2 separate regions of the Pan paniscus genome follow, and region 1 is linked to region 2. The links are chromatin contacts, called in public Hi-C maps. All regions are on one chromosome and are shown on one strand. The core of a region is the stretch at or near the end of the contact, and the rest is flanking DNA. Distances in the headings are between cores, read along the strand shown.

Region 1 (6,601 bases), core at 4,037-6,536, 140 kb before region 2:
AAGGACAGTGAGATTTCATCTAGTTGAGAAGGTGTGTGGCATTGAAGACATTTTGGGTAATTAGTGCTGTAAGTAGGGTTGGACAGCATCTTCAGGCCGGAGCACAGAGAGTCTTGAAGGCCACAGTAAGGTGATCATTTGGAAGTCTAGTGGACCCATTCAAGAATTTTGAGCCAAGGAGTGACATCTTTAGGAATTTACTGGGAGAAAGGGGCAGGTGTGATAGATGCCATTGCTTTACGGGGGTTGGCAGGCAAGGGAGCTTTTCAGGTACCTGCAATGAGCAACGGGAGCAGCTGGAAGCATCCATAAAGAGAGGTTCAGAATGACCAGGACAGCCCCAAACCCTAAGGAGATGAGATCTTGGTTTGATCCCCTGGGAAATGGGAAGCCATTTAGTCTGTGCCTCTGTCCTACTTCTTTGCCCAAGGATGTTGTGGCTCTGTAAGGCCATACTGGTTGTTCACAGTCAAAATCTATTCTGATGGTTTGTTAGTCCATTCTGATTGACCAGCATTGAAGATATACTGCTGTTGAATCCATACCTGCCCACCTCATAAGGTTGTTATAGGGTTAATTAGTATAATGTATGTAATATGCCTGGCATATGCTAGACACTTGATAAATTAAATCAGGGACCAAATTTGATGTTCCAGTATGTGGCCTGAATATAGGAGGATATCAGCACAAGCCCACGAAGATCTCCAAGAAGTCTCTAAGTAAGGCATTTGAAGCTCCTGAGGCCCATTCCAACCTACAAATATTGTGATCTTTATCAAACCCCAGTTAGTCTGAAATGCTGTGTATATTCCCATGGAAAAACTGAGAAGCCCCAGTTGGATTAAGGAACCGTCTAATTTATTCTCATCAGTCTTTTGAGAACAGACCTACTGTGGTGGCTTATGGCAAACCATACCCTCAAGATTGTGCTGCTAGGAGGAGGTAGAGAAGCTTGCAGCATAGCCTGGGACAGTGAGCTCAGACCACCTGGAGTCTTCCTTTTTCCAAACAAGGCTTTGGACTCTAGTGCTTAGAGATTGGGCCCAGAGTCTCAGTTCTCTCCAAATTCTGGCTGGTCGTCCTGCCCACTACTTACCCAGCTCCACATCCTGGCACTCCCTATTTGTCCCCAGTTCACAAAGAAGTTGTCTGTGAGAGTTATAAAGGCACAGACTGTTCACCGATGTGACTTGCTCACCGATGTGTCTCTAGGACCCAGCACAGTGCTTCACACAAAGTAACATGTAATAAATATTTGTTGAATGAATGAATGAATGAATGAATGATTCCTTCTCAGTCTTTAGTTGGTGCCTCATGAAGCCTTCTTTCTTTCTCTCCTTTAGAGCCCACTGTGGCTTTGCCAGCCTTCTGGACTCCGACAGTGCTTACCATCTGTGTCTGTCCTTTGGCAACTAGCCAAACTCAACTCAGTTCAATTCAACCAACTTCCATAGAGCTGCACTGTTGGCAGGAAGCACTCACAGTCTCAAGGAATGGGGAAAGCATTTCCTATCCATGGCGCCTCAATTGTACTTTTAAAACAACCTTGGCATGGAAGAGAACCTTTCCCGAGACTCTTTGAAAGTCTAAATACATGATTGTAAATTACTTCCCTTTGTCAACACCCTTGATTACCATTTTGGAAATGAGTTCCAGGTGATGGATAAACAGATGATTATTTGACAGGTATGGGGCTCGTGGAAAACGGGAGTGGAGGGGTGGTGAGGAATGAGAACCAGTGCCCATCTGGTGGATTTGCAGTTTCATTAAGTGTGGTAGGGAAAGGGGTTAGCATCTCAGCCATTCCAGGCTGGCCTGGAACTGAGATTTAAAGGATGCCCATCAGCCCCTAGTGTGAAAAGAAAGCCAGGATCCCCTCCACCCCACACCTGTTGTTTTTTTTGGAGTGCTGGGCCTTTTTAAATTTTATGACTATTCTCCATTTCTATTTCCACCCGCTTTTACACATCTATCCCTCCCCATGCCATTCTTCTATAAATTAGTAGGTTGACTTCTCTCTGGTAGTGATTTCTTTCAATAAAACTAGAAGTAGCGTTGTGTTTATGAAAACATTATTTTAATAGCAAAACATGAAAATAACAGAAATATTACAATAAATGGCAAAGTTAAATAAGTTATGGTAGATCCATAGTCTGGAGTACTGTGTAGACAATAAAATAACACTAAGGAGTCAGTATTTAGAAAGGGAGACTTCCATGAAATTGCTATCATATTCCATTTTAATCCACTCTTTTGATCAATATTGCAGGATCTGGATGCATTCATTGTGCAATATTGGAAATTATTCTTAGCTTATAACTATACTGTGGCTGGGGAAAAGATGTTCTTTAAAAAATAAAATTTGTAAGTGATCTACTCTAAAAAAAACAACAACAACAACAACAAAAAATAACGCTATGGAGAAATAGTAAATGACATGGAAAAATTTACAGTATGTTTTTAAGGGAAAAAGGCCATGAAACATGAGAGAGAAAGAGAGAGAGATTTGAGAGAGAGAGTCATGAGTATGCACTATTGATAATTTTTCGTTATTTTCTCTTGTCGCTTTTTTGTATTTTCCAAGATTTCCAAAATTTTCCTTGTTGCTTTTTTGTGTTTTCCAAGATTTCTGCATTGAATGCTGCAAAGTAAAGCTCAGAAGGGTGCATTGTGAAGAATCTGAAAGCACAAACAGGGGCATAGAGCAAGGCTTCTTTCAGTCAACGAATTTTGAGGAAGGCAAAATGCACAGAGTATTGCAGAGGAACTCCAGGAAGATGCTGTTTTTCAAATTCAAAGGGGAGAAGATGGTGTCTATTGGTGGTGAGAACTTAAGTTCCACCACAGAAGACTAAACTCTGTTAAAGAATCAATGAATAACAACTCCTGGGTTTCTGAACATAGGGCTGAATTGATAGAAGTGGTGTTGCAGAATTATTCTAACCATAACATGATAGATTCAGCTGTAAGCCAGGAGATTCTCTGTTTGCATATTTGACCTGAGGTAATGAGAACATGGATTAAGCTTGTGGCAATAAAACCAGAAAGGAAGGAGCAGAGGGATCTGAGACATGCTACCAAGAATCAGAGCTAGAGATTCAAATTTGGCTAAATATATGCCAAGTGGTAGGTGAAACCATGTAAGAGACACTCTTCAAGGAAATGGGTGTTGAGAGAGAATAGCTGAGGACTGAGTCTTTGGGGATTCCAACAGTTAATGGGAGGAGGAAAGAAGAGGAGCCAGCAAAGGAGGCAGAGAATGATGGGTCAGAGAGATAAGAAGAGAAATTTGAGAATGCAATGCCACAAGAGCCAAGGGTAGGACAGTTACAGGAAGGAGTGGGTGGTTGATGGTTTCAAATTCATCCTCGAGGTCAAAGATGCAAAGGGAGCAGAGACCCCTGAATTTGACCGGGAGGTCACTGGTGAACTGACTTATAGAAAGTAGTTTTGGCAGAAAGCACTGGACTCTAGAAGGTTCAAGAGGAGGGAGAGGTGGGAAAATGGAGGTAGCTCATGAATACCACCCATTTGACACAAGTAATGTGTGAGGACTGAGAAGAAGAAGGTCAAACTTTATAATTCCAGTCCTGCTACTTAACCAGTCTGAACCTCAGTTTCCTCTTTGGAAAATGAGAATCCTATTAGCTCATAAGGCTGTTGAAATTAGAAAACAAGTTTAAATGATTATTTTTATGTTACAGTAAAGGGGTTTCTTCCTCCTTTCCTCTAAAAAAAAAAAAAAAAAAAAAAACCCTAGCTATTTCTAGGTATATGTTAACACAGCAGTCCTCAACCTTTTTGGCACCAGAGACTGGTTTTGTGGAAGACAATTTTTTTCATGGACACTGGGGAGGGGTGGATAGTTTCAGGATGAAACTGTTTCACTTCAGATCATCAGGCATTAGATTCTCATAAAGAGCATGCAATTGTAGATCCATGGCATGCGCAGTTCACAATACGGTTTGAGCTCCTCTGAGACTCTAATGCCACTGCTGATCTGACAGGAGGTGCAGCTCAGGCGATAATGCTCACTTGCCCTCTGCTCACCTCTTTCTGTGCGGCTGGTTCCTAACAGGCCAAGGTCCAGCAGCCTGGGAGGTTGGGGACTCCTGTTTTAACAGATAAGAGAAGTCTTTTTAGCTCAACAGTCATATCACTAGGTTAGCAGTGCTTTGAAAATTCTCTGGCTGTGTCCTCTGGCATTCATCCTGCCAAGTTGCTTTAACAATTCTTTCCTGAGCCCCTCTGAGGTGAGAATATTGAGGCAAGGTGATTAGAAGGGAGCCAGTGTCAGGGTCATGTGGAATGTCTCTGAGGCCTGTTTAGAGGCTGTGAAGCAAGGCTCTGTTTGAGACCCTGGATACAGTTTGGTGCCAACCTCACCTGAACACACAGAAGGCTACAGCCCCTGGGTGGATGGTGGGCTGAAGAACGGTTGGGGAAGAGGCATCGGAAAACCTTCCTTTTTTAACCCATGGCACCTATAGATTGAATGGTCCCTGGACTGAACGGTCTTGAACAGGCAGCATTATTTTCAAGGTGTGCCTAAGGTCATACACTTTTCTTGCTTTCTGCTCTCATTTGGCAACTATGGACAACCAGACCTAGCCAGCACTACCTCATTTTTTCTACCCCACCATCTACAAACCAACCCTTTTCCTTTGTGAAGCTCAGTCTGTTTCCAATTTAACATATCTGGCCTGATCTTTGTCTTGGTGCCTTGTTTTCCCCTAAAAAAAGACAGCCTTTGAGAAAAAAATGGCTGCCCTAAAAGCCATTAGGGCCTAGACCTGTTACCAAGTCTAGAGAGGCACACAGCTGTTTGCTGGCCTAACTGGGAGTAGGGTGAGCATATTCTCTAGAACTGGCACTTTTCAGATCCCGAGATATCCACAGAGTGTAGTCAAAGGGCCTTTTAAAATGTGCATGCTACTCTTATTGGAAGAACTTGGTTTCACTTCTGGGAAGATGGCTTACCCATGGGAAACAGGCTCCCATTATGAATAGTACATTCATGTGCTAAGATGTGTTGACTTTTCAAAAAGTGTCATAGGACATCAGAGCAGGGGTGCTTCCAAGAAGGTGTAATATCACTTATATCACCAGAAACCATTTTGGATAACCAGGGAGTTCTACTCTGCCTTGGCCTTCTAGCAGGTGCCTGAGCACTCAGTCACCAAATTCAGCCTGAGCATCTTCTGAATAAGATGCTCTCCTCCGACAAGGTGGGAGGGGGGTGAAAAGGGGGGCGGGGGGAAAAGGAAAGGAATGAGGACTAGAAAGATAGGCCTGGGTCCCTGTATATGGGAGTAACTTCCATAAAATGTGGACAAGGGGTCTCTGCTGCGGAAAGGCGTCTGCCCTCTCCCTTGAGCGCCCCAAGGCAGAGCTGCCTTAGGGTGCCAAATGCTGTATCTGGGCCAAAGCCTGGCCTGCAGGGCAGGTGGCCAGAACTTGGAAGGAATTCTCTTCCGCAGCCCAGGGTCCAGGCTTGGCCCCAGCAAGCTGCCCTGCCAGCGTCTGCTGCCTGGGGCCTCGCGCATTCCGAGCCCCCGCCCCCTCCGCCCGTCTCCCAGCCTCGCCCCCACTCTTGTCCCCTTCTCCTCCCCCCACCAGCTGTCCCCTTTCCCTGGAGCAGCGAGACAGCCAGAGCCTGGGAAGAGGCGGCCGCGGGCCGGAGGGGGCGTGGTGGGGAAGGGGAGGAGGGGCGGGAGTGAGGGAATAAGGAGGCCCCGCGGTCGGCGCCCCCAGCCACTGCGCGCTCGCCGGAGAGCTGGGTGCCACCGCTGTTTCCGCTGCTGAGCCCTGCCCGCCGGCCGGCCCGCTCGCTAGCTCGCTTCCCCTCGCCCAGGGGGAAAGGTCAGCAGCGTCCTGGAGCCGCCGTGTCACTCCCCGAAAGCCATGAACTGCAGCGAGAGCCAGCGGCTGCGAACCCTTCTGAGCCGCCTGTTGCTCGAGCTGCACCACCGGGGTAATGCCAGCGGCTTGGGCGCTGGCCCTGGTCCCAGCATGGGCATGGGGGTCGTGCCTGACCCTTTCGTGGGCCGCGAGGTGACCAGCGCCAAGGGCGACGACGCCTATCTCTACATCCTGCTCATCATGATCTTCTACGCCTGCTTGGCCGGAGGCCTCATCCTGGCCTACACCCGCTCCCGTAAGCTCGTCGAGGCCAAGGACGAGCCGTCCCAGGCTTGCGCCGAGCACGAATGGGCCCCGGGAGGCGCCCTGACCGCCGACGCCGAGGCTGCCGCGGGCTCCCAGGCCGAGGGCCGCCGCCAGCTTGCCTCCGGGGGGCTGCCTGCCCTCGCCCAGGGCGCTGAGCGGGTCTAAAACCACAGCCCCAGGTTGCTGGTTCGCGCCCTCCTCATCTCGCTCATCCCTGGGCGCGCCTCCCACCTTCCACCCCCAACTCCCTTCCAGGGTTCGCCTCATCTGAGGCCCAGATAATGGTGAGAGGCCAGGAGACCTTGTCTGGAAGGCCCTGGAAGGAGAAGCACCACCTTACCCATTCGGGCCAGTTTCTCCCTCTTCACCCCTGCGCCTCCACCCCTACCCCGCACATCCAACTGCACTAAACTGCCTCTGCTCTCTTGTCTTC
Region 2 (6,586 bases), core at 3,929-6,428:
TTTTAAATAACTCAATAGTAATAGAAAAATAGACGTTAATACCAAATATCTTTTTCTGGCCTATACAATTGACAAATGTAAATTTGAGACAATCTGCAGCTGGTGACAGGGCAATAAAATGGACACTTTTATTTTATTGACCCATTGGTGAGAGCATAAATTGGTCCAAATATTTTGGAAAGTCATTGGACAATACATGTTAAGAACCATTACTGATATTCATACACTCTGACTCAGTAATTTTACTTCTGGGACTCTATCATAAATTAATAATCCTATTATATTGAAAAGAGGTTTATATTTAACGATATGCATTGTAGCATCATTTATAATAGGGAAAATTTGGAAACAACCTAAGTACTAGAGGAATGATTGAGTACATTTTGGAACATATACAAAATTAAATATTCTGTAGCCATAAAATAATGCATAAGTGAAGTGGTAATAATGTTTACCAGATTCTTTTATTTTAATCCATTGAGCACTACAAGGAAAATGCCTAAGACCTATGAACTTCCCAAGGATCTGCCAAAGGGGTTTGAAGCCTGACAAAAGTTATTGGCTTCAAAATATGAAGATAACTGTAAAATTAAAGTCTATAAATGTCTAAGTAAATGTCAAAAAATGTAACTCATCATTTTTATAGATTATTTCATTTTGTGTTCAGAACAATTTTGACACATTGGAAAAATGGTTGGTTAGATTGTATCAGTTGGTAAGAATTCTTTAGTGTATATAATCTCTGCTAAGAAGCATAACTGATAATAAATTTCAAAGGCAAAATTTTAAAATCGTCTCAAATTTTTAGCAAAATATATACTTATTTGACATAGGATATGGGGTGTGTACATGTCAAAGTATATGTGATAAAATGTAGAGTGGAGCTTCTAAAAACAAGAGTGCCATGGGATTAGCATGGTCTAAAGAAATGCCATGTTTTGAGCACCCACCGTGTGCGACACTTAATGTACATCATTCTTTTTAATCCCCACAACAGTGCTGGGAAATAGTTCTGTTTATCATAATTTCTTTCATTTGAGGAAACCTAGGGCTTTAGGGAAATTAAGTAATTAACCTCAGGTCACACAGCTAGGGAATATGGTGATGGGGTTTGAAGGCAGGTCAGCTTGACTCCAAATCCTGTGCCCTTAGTGAGAACATAGGTATGTTTCCATGTCAAATTAAAAAAATAAGTTTACAAAATTGTATACCTGGTTTGAGTATAACTTTGGAAAAATACAGGATTCAATAAAAGCAAAAATTTTTTTCTGTTTTTTACTGTTCTGAATTTTCTAACATAGTTTTACAACAATCAGGCAACCCGTATTAATTTCTAAAAAAATTGATCTTAGAGGAGTTTGATAATAATGTTAAAATATTGACATCTTGCGGCCGCGTGGTGTCATTACAACCTTGGCTTTACTTTCAGTGTGGGAGCGGACTACTAGAGGGCAGCACTGAGGTTTATTCGGGTCACGTTTTCTGGGCTGAATGTGGCAGAAAGCTGGGTCACTTCTCCACTCAAAACTGAAGAAAAGCAAACTCATTTATAATGCCATAAATACACACACATATATGTAAACAAAATAACGTATACTGTAAATATACAGCGTAATACACTTCAATAACTTCTTTGCATCCTGAAGCAGTATAGCAAAGTTATTCAGCGTCAGGCCCTGGAACTATGCTACCTGAATTTGCATCATGGCTCCACCATGTATCAGCTGTGTGACTTTGGCCAAAGCACATAAACTTCCTGTACTTTATTTTTTTTTCTCTATCTCTAAAGTGAGAATAAGAATTTTCCCTACCTCTTAGGGATGCTGTGAGAAATAAATGAAGTAAGGCTAACAGTGCCAGTTGAAAGGAGATGCTCAAAAATTGGAAATTATCATTTTGCCTGTTGCCCAAAGCTATTCTACTTTTATGAAACAATATATGTCTTGTTGAGTACTATAAGTATTTGTTTAGTACTATAAGCAGACAGAGAATTTTGTTATTACTACTGAATCAGAAAAATAACTTTCTGTCAGGTAGGGTTAGGTGAAAAATCTAAAGGAAGGTCGAGAATCACAGTTCAGAGCCCTCACTGGAATGAAGCAAAATGTGTAAGTTTGCCTAACATCCTTTCTTGTAGTTTTCCTCTCTCATTCTAATTTATCTTTGTCCATCACCTCCCTTGTTCCCCAGGTTCTCACTTCCCCCAGGACAAGGAGCTACTTGCCCAAGCCTTATTCTGGATGATTAACTAGAAGCACACCATTCTGAATCATTTTTATACCTCATGCCCCAGCCCTGCATCTTAGTCTCCAAAGGAATGCAAGGATCCTAGGCTAATATTATGTAAGGCCATTTCCCATGATGTATGTAATTAGGAGTTCCCTGTAGTGTTTAGTAGTAATATATGTATATATAAAATGTAAAAGGGCTACTTTTTTTCTTTGCAACTAATGTTAAGAGGAAAGCTCAATCGATGTGACTGGCTTCACAGTTTTGTGGAGGGAGAGGGTGCTATTTTGGATTCTTTCATTCCATGGCACCTTAGGGAGTAAAGATCATACAGAGAAGATGAAATTTTGTAAATTGTTAGGCTTTGATATTGGAAACATAGACAGGAACTGATACGAGTTCCAACAACATGTAGTAGAATCCATGAACATTCTGGTGTTGTAAGTCCATGAGAACACTAAGGTCAATACTTAATCATACAGTGTGCTGATGTTTCTGACATAGCAGTTCTAAAAGGTGTATAGGAATAATTCTTAAGTTTGTACTCGTGAATGGATTTGAAGTATCTGTATAATTTTAGATTCATGAGGACCCCAAATGGTTTTAGATTTCTGTTCTAAAATCATCTTTAATTATACTATAACTAAAACTTAGAGATCTAATGGGAATTCTTGAGTGTATGGATAAATCCAATGACCCCCATACTGTGATTAAGAGGCAGTGGTTAAGAGCCCTGACTCTAAAGCTAGACTACTTATTTTCACAGATGGCTCCACCAGAAACTAGCTGTATGCGCTTGGGCAAATTACTTAATCTCTTTGTGCCTCAGTTTTTCGTCTATAAAATGTGGATGATAATAATACCTACCCCATAGGACAGTTGTGATGATCCATTGAGCTAGTATATGTAAAGTCTGTAGAGCAACAAGTGTTTGTGGAACTCTTAATCAAAAGAAGCAAATTCACTTTAGAAATTTTATTTATGTGCTAATTCCCAGCTACTTCTACCTATAAATTTAGAATCTTATGTCTATTCAGGATTTTGGAACATTCCTTGAATGATGGTCCCTTGAACATCCTAGTCCTCATCAGAACCTTCTCATAAAATCCATACTGGGGTTGCTCATGGCACCATGCAGCACTACATAGAGAATGCTAACTGGGGCCCTCACTTGCACCAGTATTTCCATCAGGTCACCTGAAATTCTACAATTAGGGATTGTTTCCTTTGGGTAGTCACGGTGTGTTTCTGGAGACTCTATTAGAGTGCAAGCAGTCTTTGGAGGGATAGCACAAGGGTGCATTAGTGGAATATATCAAGGATAAATGTGAGCTTTCTTGGAGCCAAATAGTCTTGCGTTTAAATTTTCTGGCTCTATTACTTACTAGAATTAGAGTGTCTGAGTTCAAATTCTGTCTCTACTGACCAGTGGCTGTGTGATTTTTGGTAAGTTACTGTAACATCTCTGGATGTCTGGGAATTCAAATAGTATCTATCTCGTGGGGTCACTGTGAAGATCTAAGGAGACAGGGCTTCCAAAAATGCCTGTCACATCATTGGCACTCAGTAAGTATGATTATTGCCTAATTTATCTCAGTCTTGGCATCCTCATTTACAAAATGGAAAGAATGGGTAATATCCACCTTCATGGTTGTTGTGAATATAAAGATGTACATATAAGTATAATGTACATATAAAATGCCTGTCATACTTAAATAAAAAACTGATAGATAGTAACAAGTGTTGGTAAGAATGTAGGCAAAAAAGAACCCTCATATGTTGCTGGTGGGAATGCCAAATGGTGCATATACTTTGGAAAACAGTTTGTCAATTCAAAAAATATTAAACATAGAGTTATTATATGACCCAGCAATTCCCTGGGTATATGCCGAAGAGAAATAAAAACAATATGTCCATATAAAAACTTTTACACAAAAGTAATAAAAGCAGTATTCATAATAGCCCAAGGTGGAAACAACCTAAATTTCCATCAACTGATAATGTGGTATATCCAAAAAAGTGGAATATTATTTGGCCACAAAAGAAATGAAGTACTGATACAGGCTAGAACATGCATGAACCTTGAAAACGGTGTGCTAAATGAAAGAAGCCACTTGCAAAAGATCACATGTTGTATGATTCCATTTATATGAAATGTTCAGAATAGGAAAATCCATAGAGAAAGTAAATTAGTGGTGGCCTGGGGCTAGGAGGAGGAGAGAAATGGGGAGTGACTTTTAAACAAGAATGGAATTTCTTTGTGGGAATAATGAAAATGTTGCACAAGCTTGTGAATATACTTTAAAAAAACCCTAAATTATATACTTTTGTGGTAGATAAATTATATCTCAATAAAACTATTATTAAAAAACATTTCTCATTTAATATAAGTCATTTTTAGCCCTTAACACCTCAGTTCTCACGTTGGGAATCCAGAACGGGGCCCTGAGTGAATGATGCCCAGGACAGAGAGGGACTTCTTAAGGAAAAGGAATACATCTAAAGTATGGGGAAACAATGTCTCTGTACAAAGGTGTAGAGGGAAGTAGGGAGTCTCTCTTGGGAGGAAAGGCAGTGAAGGCACTTAAGGGGAATAGGAGAAGGAGACAAAATTCACCTGCTTTGAATTTTGCAGGGAGCCAGCCTGGATCACCTTTTATATTCTGGGCTGGAATCACAGCTGATGAATGTTTTGGCATTTAGAACTGTCCTGGAGAAAGGGCGATTGGTGGTTATTAGACAGAATGGAACAAGGAAGAACACAGAGGCAAAATCTGAGAGTTTGTGTCTGACTTTGAAAGGTAAAAGAAGGCAGTAGTCTGTGGAGGACGTATTTATCCAGAGGACTCTATTTGTTTGTTAATCTCTGGGTCATTGCATTTAGGTCAGCACTAACTCTGCTACAGGTGGGATCAATTTAAAGGATTAGAAGTGTCACTCTAAATCCTAATCCAAGTCTTGGTCTGCGGATGCTGAAGAGTGATTTTCAAAACATTTACTAACGCTTTCAATTATTTACCCCATTAATGGAATTTGTCAACAGACTGGAGTCCTTGACAGGATTGTGAATGCATAGAGGATGCAAAGAAATGGACACACTGAGGTAGCTATGCCAGTGGTCTGCATGCGCAGGCAGTAAACTGAAGACATTTGAGCGGTGAATTACTTGGTGAGTAGTTGACAGCTCTTGTTTATAAGAAAGATTGTAATGGGGGGAAAAAAGACACAGCCCACCTGGGAGCTGAGACGCTGATTGAGATACATTAGTTTTACTGCAATATGTAGTAAAAAAAGAAAAATTTAAAGAATGAAGGAAAGAAGGAAAGAAGGGTTAAAGAGAGCCTTCGAGATACTTTAAGTCAAGATTTGAGCTCAAAGGCTCATCCAAGCTTTCGTTTAGTTTCTCTCATGATTCTTTTTTTATTTCTTCCTGATGTTGTCTTATACAAGCTGTTAACTTGATTCAGGCTGTAATTAGAAAGACGAATCAATCTTTCATAGAAGTCCTCGGCTTGACAAGCTGGTATGAGGAGCCATTTCCCTCAGAGCTATTTGTCATAGTCTTTCTTTGTACATGTTTAACGAATAGTGGTTTTCTGTGTGAAGCCAGGCTTCCCATCAGATTGTAAAAACTACCTGAAATGAAATTATGCATCCCTATGGTCTAGCCACTTTCCATGGAAGTCTGATCCCATGCAGGTGTTCACACCTGAGTAACCTAGGCAATGGCCCCAGAACAACTGTGGGCCAGTAGTATTCTATTTCCAAAATTTCAAACCTTCAAACTTTGTTTTAGTTATATCCACATTTCCCATTAACCCCAGGAAAGACTTTAGTGAGCTAATTTTTTTCCTTAAACCAAAATCAGCAGGTGGAGGTTTAGGGCATCCTCCCCCTATCTTGCCCCTTTCTTTCCCTCCCTCCCTTCCTTCCTTCCTTCCTTCCTTCTTTCCTTCCTTCCTTCTTCTCTCCCTTCATTCCTCCCTCCCCTTCTTTCCTTCCTTCTTTCTCTTCTTCCCTCCTTCCCTCTCCCTTCCTCCCCCTTCCTCTTTTCCTTCCTTCTCTCTTCCTCCCTTCCTTCCTTCCTTCCCTTCTTTTTTTCTTTTTTCTTTTTTAAAGAATAAGTTTCCTTCTGTAAAATCTTGAGTTGGGGGATCAAGACTAAATCCTACAGCAACATAAAACTTTCTGGTTGTCCAGGGAGTCCTAACAGAGTTAGAAATATCACCAAATGCATCACATCGGTACCAGAAAAAATGTAAGGGCAGAACTTCAGCTTGGGAAATGTTTATCTTGCAGTTAACAAAGGGAAAAGAGCAACAAAAACTGAGAGTGAATGCCAAGGGGCACTTTGTGG

The links. Hi-C and Micro-C count contacts between places; a contact is called where the count stands out from the background.
Region 1: a contact with region 2 is called in a Hi-C map of fibroblasts, with 6 times the contacts expected there. The contact joins the promoter of KCNE5 here to the promoter of GUCY2F in region 2. A contact is called at or near these places in 2 of 3 Hi-C or Micro-C datasets (fibroblasts and induced pluripotent stem cells).

What each region holds. Positions count from the first base shown.
Region 1 is chrX:109,114,656-109,121,256 of NHGRI_mPanPan1-v2.0_pri, reverse strand. It overlaps KCNE5 (potassium voltage-gated channel subfamily E regulatory subunit 5), which reads left to right and starts at 5,286. Exons shown (of 1, transcript XM_003822025.6): 1 at 5,286-6,601. The coding sequence starts at 5,905. The coding sequence ends at 6,333. ACSL4 (acyl-CoA synthetase long chain family member 4) reads left to right here. Exons shown (of 16, transcript XR_010111199.1): 15 at 1,344-1,686.
Region 2 is chrX:108,972,210-108,978,795 of NHGRI_mPanPan1-v2.0_pri, reverse strand. GUCY2F (guanylate cyclase 2F, retinal) reads left to right here and starts at 5,178. Exons shown (of 20, transcript XM_003822021.5): 1 at 5,178-5,398.